2 separate regions of the Mus musculus genome follow, and region 2 is linked to region 1. The links are chromatin contacts, called in public promoter capture Hi-C maps. All regions are on one chromosome and are shown on one strand. The core of a region is the stretch at or near the end of the contact, and the rest is flanking DNA. Distances in the headings are between cores, read along the strand shown. Region 1 holds the start of Nhlh2 (nescient helix loop helix 2). Region 2 holds the start of Syt6 (synaptotagmin VI).

Region 1 (2,700 bases), core at 94-2,593:
GGGATGTAGGTTCGGCTCCTGGCCTCGAATTTGCCCAGGAGAGACCTGAGCTCAGAAACAGCTTTCCGTGCAAGGAAAACGGATCCTCAGAATAACAATAAATGAACCAAACGAACTGCATGCTGCTCCCCCCGCCCCCCAGGCTTTTCTCTACGTTTATAAGTGAAACAACTCACACCTACGCAGTTGGCGTGAAGAGGTAGAAATACACAGGGAGAAAAATCATAGCAAACCACGACATAGTTACAGATCGGACAAAAAGTTCCCGGGCTGTCCCCCCACGCGTTTAAATCCTCCAGATATTTAAATAGTCATAAATGGTATTTCTCGTGGGCATTTAAGTCTATGACCATGTGTGAGGAATACATCTATAAAATACAATATGACTCAACTTAATCTAAAGAAAAAGAGACGTGAAGATGTCTTACCTTGCAAGAGCCCTGTCGATAATCTTTTCGTCAATCTTTTAGAGTTAAAATTCCAGGAAACAAGGAGGAGAGATCCTGGCAAATATTAAAAGCAGCCAATATTTATTACATTCGCAGATGAAAAAGCAGCTGTCATCTCGCCGACCACCACAACGAGCGGCGGTGTCTTAGCGGGTGTATGGTTGTTCACTTAGTTGATGGATTGAAAACGCCCGTTTGTTTGTTTGTTGGTTTGTTTTTAACTGTTCTTAAACATTTCAGGAAAATTCGTTGTTGATCTTTATAAGTCGAAGTGTTGAAACCTCACGCCTCCCCACTCAAAGGGCTGTATAAATAACAAAAGAGATGCTGAGATAAAAACAATCACATCAAAGGGACGATTCCTCCACTTTCTAATAGCAGAATAATCAATAAGAAAGATGGTTAAGATAAAATTCCATTCCTTGAGGACTCCTTCCCTTCCCTTAATCGGGCTGGGGCGAAACTGGGAAGTGCGGTCAGGGATGGAAGGGGCTCAGAAGTGATTTTTCTCTTCTTCTTCAAGATAATGCTTTGTTCAGCCGGTGTCTCCCCAGTTCCCAGGAACAACAATACAGTAACTAGGGCTTAAGGTTGCCTCTGTCTTGTCCCTCATCTACTTCTGTGTTGTATAAGCAGACGCCAATTTTGCAGTTTCAAAGTCTTTCAAGGTTTGGTTACACCCCCTACCCTACCCCACTCCCTCCCCTCTTTACCTTGTGGTGAAATGTATATAGTCAGTAGCTTGGAGATGCTGGAGAGAGATTGGAGAGAAGTGGACGTCTTCTGGAGTAACAGTGACAGGGAAGCAGAGAAAGGGGAGCTTGGGAGAGCCAGAGAGGAGAGGCAGCTGCCTGTGTGGCTTCTTGGCTCTTCTGGTACCAATTGATTTAGCCTGGAGATGGTGGAAGAGATAAAGGCTTAAGAAGGGGGATGGAATTTTTTCCCCCTAAATTGATATTTAATGGGAAATCCTATTGGACAGAAACCTGGACACGAGTCACTTAATTGGACTTGACATCTGTCACAGTGTGGGAGTTTTCACAGCCCAAATATTTTAGCAGATCAGATTCCCACTGAATCTGTGCCATAAAATATAGCAGTTGAAAGCAGCCCATGATAGAAGCCATAGCATCTACAGCGTCTGGCCACACAGGCGGTTCCTTGTTTTCAGATTATTGATGCAATATTTAAGTGCAAGTAGACACTATATGAACATGGAAAATTCCTCTGGCATTTTGTGAGCCAGCATTTTTTTAAATCAATAGTTAGAAAAATAGTTGTGCTGGGCACATGAAAGCATATTCTGTCTATGACACTGTAATTAAGGTGAACGATCCAGACAGGCAATGCTAACATTTATGTAAAGTGAAGTGTCTTTTAGAGGATGCTTTAATCATGATTATTTAAGCATATGGATGTTTTGGAGAAAGGTTCTACTATGAGACCAGCTTATTAATAGATGATATTTTAAAGGACGTTTGACACATTAGTTTAAATCATTGGTGGAATTAGGAGCAGAATCCAAGTAGTTAGAGACCACTAGATAATTCTACTTTTTGAGTTATGTTTGGTTTTCTTTTTCTTTACCCATTTACTCATGTTCATTATTCGCTGTAAAATATGACACACAGTATGTGCAAAGACAGTACTTTATTCTTGCCCATCCTAACACGTGAGTGAATATATTTAGCTGGGTGGCAATGTAATTGTGCTAAAATGTAAATATTAAGTATTCTAGCATGCAATGCCTTTGCCTAAGATGACCTCCAGTCCCAAATTTATGTGTTTTACAAAATTAAGGGAAATTTACTGTTAGTCACTATCAATTATATATTATTTGCTATTATTTACACATTGCCAGTGATACCACTAATTCTGTCTTCTTTCTGTCTATCTTCCTTCCTTTCTTCCTTCCTGTCTTTCTTTCTTTTTGGTATTTTTGACAAGGTCTCACTATGCAGCCCTGGCTGGCCTGACCCTCACCATGGAGACCAGGCTGACCTCAAACTCATAGAGATATGCTTGTTTCTGCTTCTCATGTGTTGGGATTAAAGGCATGTACCATCACACCCAAATACTATTTTTTTTTAGATTGATTAAGCTTAGAGGAAATGAGAGAATAATAGCCAACCTCCTGTCTCCCTGTTCCTAGGTGAGTTTTTGTGGAGAGGAGAACCTTCACTTTCTCTTCATAATCACCTTTGTCCTATAAAGAGGTATTGTCCTCAGGGGAGGGCTGTAGAGCTACCCA
Region 2 (2,700 bases), core at 102-2,601, 1.6 Mb before region 1:
GCTCCGGGCCGCAGGCTGCCCCCGGGCCCTTCCCTCCGAGGGGACACGACCCATACTTCCTCTGTCCTGTACCCTCCTAATTGCGGGACAAAGGATCCCGCTGCAGCAGGAGAGCTTGGCGGCAAAGACTGGTGCAGCAGGTACATACCCGGGCCGGTCGGCTGTCACGCCGCGGACACTCCCGCGGCTCCCGCCGCCAGGGCGCGACACGCCACCCCTCTTGTCGCGACTCCCGCGAGACGTCGCGGCTGCACGCAGGACCGGGTCCCCGAGGGGCTCGGGCTCAGGACTCACCCGGGCTCAGGAGCTGGACTCGGCTCGGGCTGCCGCCTAGACTTGGCGGCTGCCGGGGTTGCGTCCGGCGCAGGGTCCGCGGGGCCGGGGCAGGAGGTTCCCGCCTGGCAAAGTCGGTGAGAGGCACCGGCTCAGTTGAACACCCGCCCGGAGTCCGAGTGAGTCAGAGAGAGACCGAGGAAGCGAGTTATAGGGGTGCCGGGTGGGGGTGGGGGTACGCCACGACACTCTCCCCACCCCGCCCCCCGTCCCCCCTCCCCCCCGGCGAGACGCAGACAGCCACTCGCTGCTGAGAAACCTGGACACAAAGACCGCGTGCCAGCTGCAGGCGCAAGTTTTTCCCAAGCCCAGTGGCACCGCCAGCCTTTACCCAGTCACTAATGAGCCCTGGATCCTAGATCCTGAACCCTGGACAGCCCCCCACCCCCTGAAACACAGCTTTCCTCCGTGCCCAGGACGTCTCCATTCCCCTCACCCTGGCCAATCGCTCCTGGGATGAGCCCAAGACACAAGGGAAACTGAGGCCCCAAGGATGCCGCATCTCCGGGCTCTCATAATTAGTGACCTGGAAGGAGAAGGGTTCTCTCCTCTCAGGTCCTCTTCGAATCTCTCCCTGCGGGCGGTGAGCCAGGGAACTGACCCAGACTGGGACTCCGAGCTAGACTTCTGAGGTTCTGGGGCCCTTGGGCTGGTACCTTGGGCAGGGGAGGCCACTGAGAAGAGAAATCCAGGAGTGGAGAGGGACCTGGGTCTCCCAGTACCTGAGTCTGCCGCGCTTGGACTCTGCTCCGGGGACTGCAGCTCGAAGCTCCGACAAGTCTCAACGTCCAGCCCGAGAGGGGGCGGCCGGGCCCGGCACAGAGAAGCCAGGACCGCGAGCGCCGCCTGGCACCGAGGCCCTCCGGCCCCCCAAACCCCGCTCATGCCCCGGACACTCAGGCCAGCGGAGTAGTGGCTCGAACTCCAGCCGCGGCCGGACTGGGGCGGGGTAAGAAGGCCCCAAGAAGACCCTCCCCGCAGCGGCCCCCTGAGGCTCCGCTCTGCTTTTAATCACTTCCCCGCAGGGTCCCCGCCCCTCACGTGGCATCCCGCGGCAGCTGGCAAGTCTGGCGCCTCACGGCCGCCCCCTCCACACTCAGGGACTTGCCTGAGTCCGGGCAGGTTCCAACCCCGCTGTCCCACATCATGCAGGATCAAGGCCAACTGAGTCCTCACTGCGGATATGACCTTGGGCCTTTCTGGGACTCAGTTTTCCATTTCGTAAACGAGGTGTAATAATTACTGGTGCTCTATGAGCTCCCTGGGAATATATAGGTAGTGCTTGTGAAAACGTTGGGGAAACTGCCACATGCCAAACAAGTGGGCATCGCAATAACACAACATAAAAAGGAGTGGTCTGACTGTATGGCGGGAGGACCCTGCAAAGAGAGTTAACAGGAGAAGTTAGCCAGACTTTCCGGGTCTGGGCTTCGGAGATATAAGACCCCAAGACGGCAGAGCGAGGGGAACTGTAAAGAAGACTTTCAGAGCCCCGCAATCTTGCGGTCCGAGGCACCCGCACGTTGCTATGGCGACTGGAGGCAGCGGCCGTCTCTCTCCATGGCAACAGGAGGAGAAAGTTTCTGAATAGGAGTGGGGAGCATTTCAGAAAGGGGTTCGGTTCCCACCAGACCCACCTCCACGCATCAGACCAAACCCACCATAAATAATATATTTTTGTATGAAGCATATATAACAAGGACCAAAAAGACGGAAATCTAAATAGGAGGCTAGACTGTAAAAGGAGCTCCCCTCAGGAACTGTGAAGTGAGACTCAGAAGCAGGGTGGCTGTTAGTTTCGGGATGCTTTCACCCAGGCCTGGAAATCTAGGAGCCATTGCTAACAGACAGGAGAGCGACTCCCTTAAGGCCCTATCACAGTAGACTCCCACCCTTCACCTATCATCATTGTGTTGCCTTTCCGAAGTAGGATCTGGGAAAGAAACTTTAGCTGGAGCCCCTGCACCTGCAGCTACGGGGCTGGTGTGTGCAAGTGAGAGTGGTCAGGGAGGAGGGTCCTTCCTCCGAATACACGTTAATTGGAGGTGGCTTGGGCTGCGACTCAGGTTCCAGAGAGAGGAGATTTGGAGCGGTAGCTCCAGACGATCACCACCATGCACCATCTGTACCAGCCGCATCAACTGGCCCTTATAGTTGCAAACACGAGACAGACAGTGCCCAGGGTAGCAAGAGAAAGGCCTCAACCTAAGAGACCTCTTCTCTCAGCCTGGAGGTTCTCCTAACAGGCGCAGTGTCCCTGTCCGCGGTGCTGAAGATTCGGTTGGTATAATCAGCTTGTGCGCGCTGTGTTAGGGAAGAGTGGGGAGGGGCTATTATAGCGGGTTCGCAGCTTCCACCCGGGTCCCT

Evidence for each region. Promoter capture Hi-C pulls out the DNA fragments that hold promoters and counts their contacts.
Region 2: a contact with region 1 is called in a promoter capture Hi-C map of hippocampal neurons, with 2.4 times the contacts expected there. The contact joins the promoter of Syt6 here to the promoter of Nhlh2 in region 1. A contact is called at or near these places in 2 of 39 promoter capture datasets (hippocampal neurons and liver).

The regions. Positions count from the first base shown.
Region 1 is chr3:102,008,788-102,011,487 of GRCm38.p6, reverse strand. Nhlh2 (nescient helix loop helix 2) reads right to left here and starts at 1,343. Exons shown (of 3, transcript NM_178777.3): 1 at 1,163-1,343; 2 at 429-753.
Region 2 is chr3:103,573,896-103,576,595 of GRCm38.p6, reverse strand. It overlaps Syt6 (synaptotagmin VI), which reads right to left and starts at 1,351. Exons shown (of 8, transcript NM_018800.5): 1 at 1,056-1,351. The coding sequence starts at 1,218.